2 separate regions of the Mus musculus genome follow, and region 2 is linked to region 1. Evidence: chromatin contacts called from public HiCAR-type data. All regions are on one chromosome and are shown on one strand. Each heading gives the region's core, a stretch centred on a gene start, on an enhancer-like site or on the middle of the called end of the contact. The rest is flanking DNA. Distances are from core to core; before and after follow the strand shown.

Region 1 (4,650 bases), core at 616-3,115:
CTTAGCTCAGTGGTTCAACAGCTGGGCTGGCCTGTGCCACGTCCTGGCTGGTTGCCTCTTGAATCTTTGAGCTTTTTTTTCCCTCCGTGTTTAAAAAAACGACTAAGGCTTAATTTGAACATAGTAATATCTGTCCTTTTTGGATCCACTTCTGTTAACTCTGACAAATGTACACAGTGTGGGATCACTCCCATGATCACAATCGACACAGACTCTTTTCAAGCCCAATTATAATATAGTCCTTATGCTCTGTCTATACCCCAGCCCCGGGCAACCACCAACCTGATTCTTCTCCTATGTTTTCCCTGTCATGAGGACGTCATGTCAGCGAGTGGTCTTCTACTTATGGAAATTTCCCACTGGGGAAACATTCTGGGGTTTTAAAAGAACCGATGTTGTTGTTGTTGATGATGATCAATTCAGGACATTGGGTTGTTCCCAATTTGTGATAATCCTACACTGTGAACTGCGGTCAGATAAATCCCTAGGTGTCGCGTCGGCTCTCGACCAGCAAGAACGACACGGCCACCAGTCCTTCTAACAGCAGTTTATTCAGCAAACTTCAGTCTTCCTCTCTCTCGCTTCATCTTTTTCCTCATCTTTCTCTCTCGAACCCCGGGCCTCTCACTCTTATATACTCTCAGTCCCCATCCACTCACAGCAGGCCACGTCACCTCACCAGGCACGCAGCTTCAGCCAATCAGGGCAGCAGGGGCACATCTCCACCAAATATGGATTCGCCAGTATTATGGGGCACCTGCGCAGCTCTCACGATGGTTGTGGCTTATTTTCAGGCGTATGAGGAAGTCCAGTGCAAGTCATAAGACTTAGCTGCAGTCCTGGGCGCCATCTTGGGACTGCTGCCACACCCGCTCCTCACACCTAGGAATGCTGCCTGGGTTGTATGGTAGGGGTATGTAATGTAAGAAACTGCCCTGCTGTAGACGGGAAGGGGGCTGGAGTTTGCTATGGGGGATGTTTGGTGTGAGATTACATCCCCTGGCAACATCAGAAGCTATACCCATAAAACCTCACCAACATGACCACCCAAACATGTGCAGAACAAGGTCGAATTGGATGGGGAAAAGCCCAGGAGGCCTCAACCCTACACAAAGACCTACAAGCAATGGAGTAAAACCATAAAGCCGGGCATGTGGAGGAGCCCTTGCCCAGGGAAGAGTACACCCACTGGTTGTCTAATGCCCAATGGCCAGCCCTGAAAATATGCTCACAAGTAACATTATGTTTACTCAACAGGTTATATTTAGGAATGTATGTACATACATGTATGCATACAACAATTTTAAAAAGAGGCTATGGATTTGAAAGGGGTGGGAGGGGTTGGTGGGAGGACTTAGAGGGAAGAAATGGAGGAATGCTGCAATTAAATTAACACACACACACAAACAAGCAAGCAAACAAACAAAACTACTCTTGCTTTGCATGGTGGCCATACCATTCTGTAGAGTCACTGGGATGCTCCTGTGGCTCTGGAACCTCACTAGCATTTGATACCTGCTTTTTAACATTTTAGCTGTTCTCATAGGTGTGCAAACTTTGGTTCATTATTGTGCCTTTGCGAGCAGACACATGTGTGTGGAACACAGCCTGGTGCCTGGCTTCCAAAGAGGGTTTGCTAAATGGGAGTGGCTTTATTTATTATTCTGCTCCTGCCTGATTCTCTTGCTCCTGATGAATATTGTACATTATGCCTCCGGAGGCCCCTGCCCTGTGTCCAGTCATCTGCCTGGATTGGTCCCAGTTGCGGCAGGGCTCAGAGAAGAGACCCCTGTGTCTCTCTCTTAAATCAGGCTCTGTTTTGTCTCCTTGGCTCTGCAAAAGGACTGTGCAGTGGCTGCTGGCAGCAGTCCAGGCCAGTCCCAAAGAGCTCTGAGGAGAGGCTTTGGTGAGCAGACCATGGGTATGAGCCCTCCTGGGTAGCCTGAGGCCTGGGGGTTTTTCTTGGCCTGTTCCCACCCTGCTCCCGGGCTTCCTGCCTGGCCTGCTAGCTCTGAGATTCTGCCCAGAAGCACAGGACCTTACTCATGGTTCCCTATTAAACATGGACTATCAAAAAGTGAGGAAAAAAATCGCATGTGTAAATGAGTTTGTCTCTGGGGGGGTGGGGGAGGGAAAGGTGGCTGAGGAGGTATCATGGAGTAAAACAAACCGTACAGATGTTCCTTTCAAAGCAGGAGTCCCTTGCCTAATCACAATAGTTGCTGTTGGAGGCCTGACTTAGGAGTATTCAGCTCCTTCCTGACAGCAGCCCCTGGGGGTCATGTTCCAAGTAGCCCAACATTCAACAGCAGCCCAAGCTCCTGGGGCTTTGGGTAGTCTGGCAGCAGACCCAAAGATATGACACACCCGGTTTAAATAATCCAGAGTGCAAAGCCAGAAAAGTCTGGGGACCCAAAGCAATCAGGAGATAGGTCTAGGCATTGAGTGAGCCACAAGCCTAAATCATGCAAATGAGAAACTTGGAGATAATGAATGGCAGGCCCAAAGGTATCAGGCAGCAGACCTAAAGAAATCAGGCAGCGAAAGTACCCAAGGAGCTAAAGGGATCTGCAACCCTATAGGTGGAACAACATTATGAACTAACCAGTACCCCGGAGCTCTTGACTCTAGCTGCATATGTATCAAAAGATGGCCTAGTCGGCCATCACTGGAAAGAGAGGCCCATTGGACACGCAAACTGTATATGCCCCAGTACAGGGGAACACCAGGGCCAAAAAAAAAATGGGAATGAGTGGGTAGGGAAGTGGGGGGGAGGGTATGGGGGGCTTTTGGGATAGCATTGGAAATGTAATTGAGGAAAATATGTAAAAATAAATAAATAAATAAATAAATAAAAAGAAATCAGGCAGCAGAGGTGAGGGGTAGCTTAGTCTGTCACACCAAGCAAGTGTGAGGGCCTGGGTTCAATCTCCAGAAATCATATACAAAAGAGCCAGGTGCTGGTTTGTAAACCCAGTGCTAGAGAGGCAGAGATAGGTGAATCCTGCAGCTCTCTGGCTGGCCAGCCTTGCCTAAGTGATGGACTCCAGGAAAACTATTGAGAGACCCTATCTCAAAAACAAGGTGGGTGGCTTCTGAGGAGTAGCACCCAAGGGTGACCTTTGGCACCCACATGAACACGCATCCCACCACACTCATACAAAGAATTGAGAAGTGAGCTCAAGGTTGATTGTCAGGAACGAGACATCAAGGAGACAGACCCCAAATCATGTCTCATGGTACTGTTCTTTCTGGGCAAGCATAGCTCTGTGGGCATCTTGTTGTGACAAGCATAGCATAATGTGTACAGTTCACATGTGATCCTGGGTCCAAGACCCTTGGAGTCCCCACTACTCCTCTGGGTTTCCTTTCACTTCACTTCTTGAGACCATCAGGTGTACCCCATCTGTGGGGACTCTGCTCTGAGCACCCCCTGTAGATCACTGGGGTTGTTGTTATAAGTCACTACTGCTCTGGGGCAGGAAGACTTACCAAGAAGAAGGTCCAACCTCTGTGAGCCATACCTATGCGGAGACCAGACTTGAAAAACCTTTGCCATGGGTAGGGAGAGGCTAAGCCTGAAGTCACATTGGCACAGAGAGAGCTGTCAACAAGAGATTGCCATCTATGGTCTCTTCTCCTCGTTTGTTCCAGGAAGAGGTAAGAACCCAGCAGGGCAAGACTCTGGCAAGGGCTAGTTGGGCATTTGGTGCCAAGATTCTGAGAAGACCAAAGGAACTGTTCTCTGCCATTGGCTAGCTGGGTGGGTGTGGTGCCACTACAGGGCATCTGGTCCAGGAGCCGGGAAGGGAGCCTTGCAGTTCAGCAGGGTATGGGGTACACTTTGGGAAATCTGGAGACAAGCTTCAGGAAGCAAAATTATCAAAGGAAAATAACTTGACTCTCCTTACTCAGCTCTTGGAACTTAGGCTCTGCCTATGCAGCTAACCTCGTCTAGAACCATGATGTGAAATATCACTGTCTTTGTGTAGGGTGCAGTAACAAATTACTATAGGTTGAAAGTCTTAAATGATGGCTTAGTCCATGGCCAGAACCCTAGCATATTTTGTGTGTGATGAGGGTAAAGTCTTTGCTTACAGCTGTCAGAGTTCTTACATCTTCACACAGCCTGGATGGAGAGGAACCAGGCTCACCTATCCTCCAGGAGTGTGTTCATCCTATTCCTAAGGCTCCACTCTTGAGATTGCAATACAGTCAGCCTCTTGAAACCCTCACACAGAGGGACAGGGCTTCAGCACACGAATTTGAAGGCAGAGAGTGGAAGGGGAAACATAACCATTTAGTGCAGACCATTCTTTCTATACATTCTCTCCCCAGGTGAACTGACTTAGATCTATAATGTTAATATTATCTAAAACAAATGCTCCTCAAATCTGTATGTTCTGCTATAGAATCCCACAGAATCTCAGTCTTCTGTGACCAACCACGACGAGGTGTTTCCTTTACAGATCTGATGGGCATCTAGAAATGAGCACAAATCATGACCAGTCTTGGAATTTCTATTCTGTACTTATTCCCATGTGTACTGGCTAGTTTTGTGCCAACTTGACACAGCTGGAGTTATCACAGAAAAAGGAGCTTCAGTTGAGGAAATGCCTCCATGAGATACAACTGTAAGGCATTTTCTCA
Region 2 (4,348 bases), core at 1,846-4,345, 76 kb after region 1:
ACACACACACACACACACACACACACGATAAGAATAGTGATGGTTTGTATATGCTTGGCCCAGGGAATGGCACTATTAGGTTGTGTGGCCTTGTTGGAGTAGGTGTGGCCTTGTTGGAATAGGTGTGTTACTGTGGGTGTGGCTTTAATATCCCTGTTCTAACTGCCTGGAAGCCAGTCTTCTCCTGGCAGCCTTCAGATGAAGATGTAGAACTCTCAGCTCTTCCTGCACCATGCCTGCTTGGATGCTGCCATGCTCCCACCTTGATGATAATGGACTGAATCTCTGAACCTATTAGCCAGCCCCAGTTAAATGTTGGCTTTATAAGAGTTGCCTTGATCATGGGGTCTATTCACAGCAGTAAAACCCTAACTAAAATAGAATTTTTGGTACCAGAAGTGGGATACTGCTGTGATAGACCCGACCATGTTTTTGTTTGGAATGTAGATTTTGGACTTTGAATTTGGAAAGCAGTGGAATTCTTTAAGTGGAGCTTAATGAACCATCCTAGGAAAAATATGGGAGACTTTGTTGCTGAGTGTAATTTGAACTGTGGAAGCCTGCCTCTAGAGGTTTCCGTGGAGAAGAATTTTAAGATGTTGCCTAGAAACTGTTCTTGTGATATTTTGGTGAAGAATGTGGCTGCTTTTTGCCTTTGTTTGAAGAGTCTACTTGAAGCTAGAATAAAGAGATTTATATTAATTTGCATTGACAAAGGAAGTCTCAAAAAAGCCCAAAAGAAGCCAGGCATGGTGGCTCATGCCTTTAATCCCAGCACTCCGGAGGCAGAGGCAGGTGAATTTCTGAGTTCGAGGTTAGCCTGGTCTACAAAGTGAGTTCTAGGACAGCCAGGGCTATACAGAGAAACCCTGGCTCGAAAAACAAAACAAAACAAAACAACCAAACCAAACCAAAACCAAAACCAAAACCAAAACAAAACAAAAGCCCCAAAGAGACTTTATTCTTTGGTTAATTCTCATGAAGAGTGTTTTGAACAAGTGTAGCAAGCATAGAAAAGAAAAATATAAAATGTATGATTCAAGACATAATAAAGGGGCACCAGGAGAAGAAATGCAGCTGAATCCTATGTTCAAGGAGATAAAGAGATTAAAGAAGTAATAATCTCAGGGCAAGATCCCACCCAGCTAAGCTTATTGTTTGTGTCTGCAGTTGAACAAGGAATAGTTTAGTTTAGACTTTTAATCTGCTATGAACTACAATCCAGAAATAGAAGGCACACTTGTGATCCAGATCTTGAGGTTGAAGACACAGGGTTTTGATCTGGATCTTGAGGAACAGTGGCCATGAAAAGCTTAGGCCCAGGCAAGGTAGTACACACCTTTAATCCCAGGAGACAGAGGCAAGTAAATCTCAGAGTTCAAGGCCAGAGCACATACCCCCATAAGACCAATACATGAGGCCAAAACAACATTATTCACAAGAACCAAAAGGAAGAAGAGACCAAGTGTACATCAACTGGCAAATAGATAAATAATGTGGTATGTCCACACAATGAAACAGTATTCCCAATTAAAAAACGAACTCCTGACTCATAGGCAAAACTTGAAAATCGTTATGCAAAGGGTCAGAGGGTAGAGAATAAAGGGTCACATGGTAATATTTTATGTGAAATACCAGGCTAGCACATTTCTAGACTCAGCACATTAGTGGTGGCCAGTTCAATATGCTATGGAGAACTGGTCATGACAGCTATGGAGTTAGAGATTTCTACTGTAATAATTAAGACATTCTAAATCAACTGTGGTGGTGGTGTGTATAACAATGGATACACTGAAAGTCTTTGGATTGTGTACTTTGACATACTGAAACACACAAAGACAAGCAAAACATCAAAGGCATGTTTCTTCTGAGCTTGAGAGGTCAATGCTAAGTGAAACCATTATCCTGAGAAGCCTTAAAAAACCATAGAGGGAGGAAAAAATAGGTTATACTAAAGTTTTGGCCCCAGTCAGTAACTTTTAAAATAGTCTCCCCGAGTAAAAGCATTCTAGAAAAGTCAGGGCCAGGATGGGGTGAGAGGTGTTCCCCACTGGAGGAGTTACCCAAGAACTGTACTTACACATAACAGGACACCCTTCAGCAATGAAGAGCCAATACCCAACAACTCAGATGGGCCAACACCAGCAACCCAGACAAATGTCGGATACATTGTGCTGAGTGAAGGGAACCAGACGGTACAAACACCTGATTCCTTGGGTAGGAAGACCCAGGAAAGGCAGCTGGAAGGGAAGGTCACCAGCTTAGAAGGGCGCGGGGAGTCTGGGGTGGGGGGAGGGGCTGATTATAGAGAAGGGATAGAACTTTTTGAATCGATGGGAATTTTATGCCTAGATTTTTGTGGCTTTTGAAAACTAAATAATAAAAATAGTGAACTGATCTGTTTGCCAATGGAAAACTAAAACATCCGGGGAAAGGACACGAAGAGCATACGTAGATGTTCCCGTGGAAGATGTCTGCTCAAGGAATGGGGCTGTGGCATCAACACTCTGACCCTCAGGTGACTCACGGGCCACAGGGACTTCCCCAATGCTTAAGCGATCTAAGCTTGTCAACCTCCAAAGCCAAGACTGGGCATGGGTCTTACAGCTGCTATCTTTACCTTCCTCTCTCTTTCTTCCCCGACCCCCTCATCCTTGTGTGCTCCGGCACCTCCCTACTTGTTAAGGGCTCTGGGCTCTCCCTGTGCTAGATCGAGTCTTGAGCAGAGCGGGACCTTCTTTACCTTAGCCGGCTCCTTGGTATGCTTACTTTCCCACTGTTAAGCCTGATGTGAGCTAGGCCCCGCAATCCCACATTTCTGATTCATAACCTTCCCAAAGAGACTCAGCCCAGAGCAGGCATGTTCTGTGGCTGTCAAAATTGCCATTTGTCCATTTAGAGTGGAAAGGTAGATTTCCTACACGGCTCTGGGACAATCGCAGGTTCCCCTCCTTCATGGGCCAGCCTTTGGAAATCACACCAGCTCTCTGGCCCGGCGGTCTTCTGGTCCTCGGCTTCTTTGCTGCTCTCCTCCTCTCCTCTGTGGCCCTCATTTGTCATCTCCCTTAGCACACAGGCCTTATTGTCTGTGCTCCATGGTGACTCAGGGCTAGCGTCTGTTACTGGGCTAATTAATGGCCTGGCCACGTGCACGGAAGGTTTTTCCAGGGAGGGACATGCCAGCTCTTTCTGGTGCTCTGGGCTCCAGGCTGCAGCACCCCAGCCCTGGCTGCACGTGGGAAGTCGGCCTGGGCCTTCTTCCTGCTTCAGCTCTTTCTCCTTGCTTCTCCGGGAGCAGGGAAACAATTTCCTCTTTTCATAGCAACTCAGTGGCAGGCAGATTAATGAACCTGAGCCCAGCACCGAGGCCCCAGCGTGCCAAGAATGTCTGCGGTGCATTCAGGGGTCCCAGTGGCAGGCTGCAGGAGGGACAATCGGTGACAACAAAAGACACAGGGCTGCGCAGTCAAGTTCCCAGCAGCGGCTGCTGCTGCTCCTTCCGACCCCAAGTTCCACTGCGGAAATGATCCTTCACCTCCCGCTCCTCCGGAGCCCAGTATATGGCACTCCACACTCAGAGAGCCTCAGCTTCCCAGGCGCTAGCTCTCAGGCTTCACTTCACTGTTGGGAGCAGAAAGCCAGTCCAGCCATATCCATTGGCCATGCTGTAAACACCCTGCCTATGGTGTGCCCCAGTAAGGTCTTGGGTGGAGCTGTGATGGATGGAAGGACAGCTGCTGAGGCCCACTTGTAACAGGCATGCTGCTGGTGAGCAGCTGCCATATGCTCTGTTGTAAGACTGTGAGGCCCAGACGTGAGCCAGTTGGGTGGTTTTAGGTGTGTCCCTGTCCAGGTCCTGGTCCCGGTCCCGTCCCCCGTCCCCCTCCCCTGCCCCGTCCCCCATCTCCCTCCCCTCCCCCTCCCCTGCCTCTCCCTCTCTGTCCCTCTCTCCCTCTCTGTCCCACTCTCCCTCTCCATCCCCTTCTCCCTCTCCTTCCACCTCTTCCTTCCCCCTCTCTCTCCCTTCCCCCTCCCCCTTTCTCTTCCCCTCCAACCCCCCCCCCACCTCTCTCTCCTTCCTTTCCATGGTAGTTCTTTACAAACTGCAATACAGTACTTACTTCACTAAATGAGAAACAGACAGTCCTGTGTGGGCCTAGGAGAACTTTGCTTTGGAAACACAAAGCAAAAAATGAGCCCCCAGAAAAGGAGGTTTGCAAGCAGCCTCAAAACGAGGACAATGAAGTAGTCAATAACCACATTGGGCACCAGATGCTGCCTGTGCCCTGGACCACCCGATGCCCAACCCTACTTGCACTTGGGAGTTGGAAGTAAGGTGGCTCAGAAT

The links. HiCAR-type assays count read pairs that join an accessible place to other places.
Region 2: a HiCAR-type map of astrocytes shows a contact between it and region 1, with 5 times the contacts expected there. The contact joins two enhancer-like sites. A contact is called at or near these places in 5 of 484 Hi-C or Micro-C datasets (the N1E-115 cell line, gonadal supporting cells, nephron progenitors and 2 more) and 3 of 115 datasets of contacts at active chromatin or transcription factors (astrocytes and neural progenitor cells).

Annotation. Positions count from the first base shown.
Region 1 is chr19:55,951,601-55,956,250 of GRCm38.p6, forward strand. No RefSeq gene overlaps it. Among named protein-coding and RNA genes, the nearest start is that of Gm52391, 16 kb to the left of the region's middle. Within about 2 kb of position 1,866, at least 34 of the 459 cell types and tissues checked have an H3K27ac peak or open chromatin away from gene starts, as enhancers often do. A contact at or near this core is called in the N1E-115 cell line, astrocytes, neural progenitor cells and 1 more, where this site is marked.
Region 2 is chr19:56,026,441-56,030,788 of GRCm38.p6, forward strand. No RefSeq gene overlaps it. Among named protein-coding and RNA genes, the nearest start is that of Gm4470, 49 kb to the right of the region's middle. Within about 2 kb of position 3,096, at least 117 of the 459 cell types and tissues checked have an H3K27ac peak or open chromatin away from gene starts, as enhancers often do. A contact at or near this core is called in the N1E-115 cell line, astrocytes, neural progenitor cells and 1 more, where this site is marked.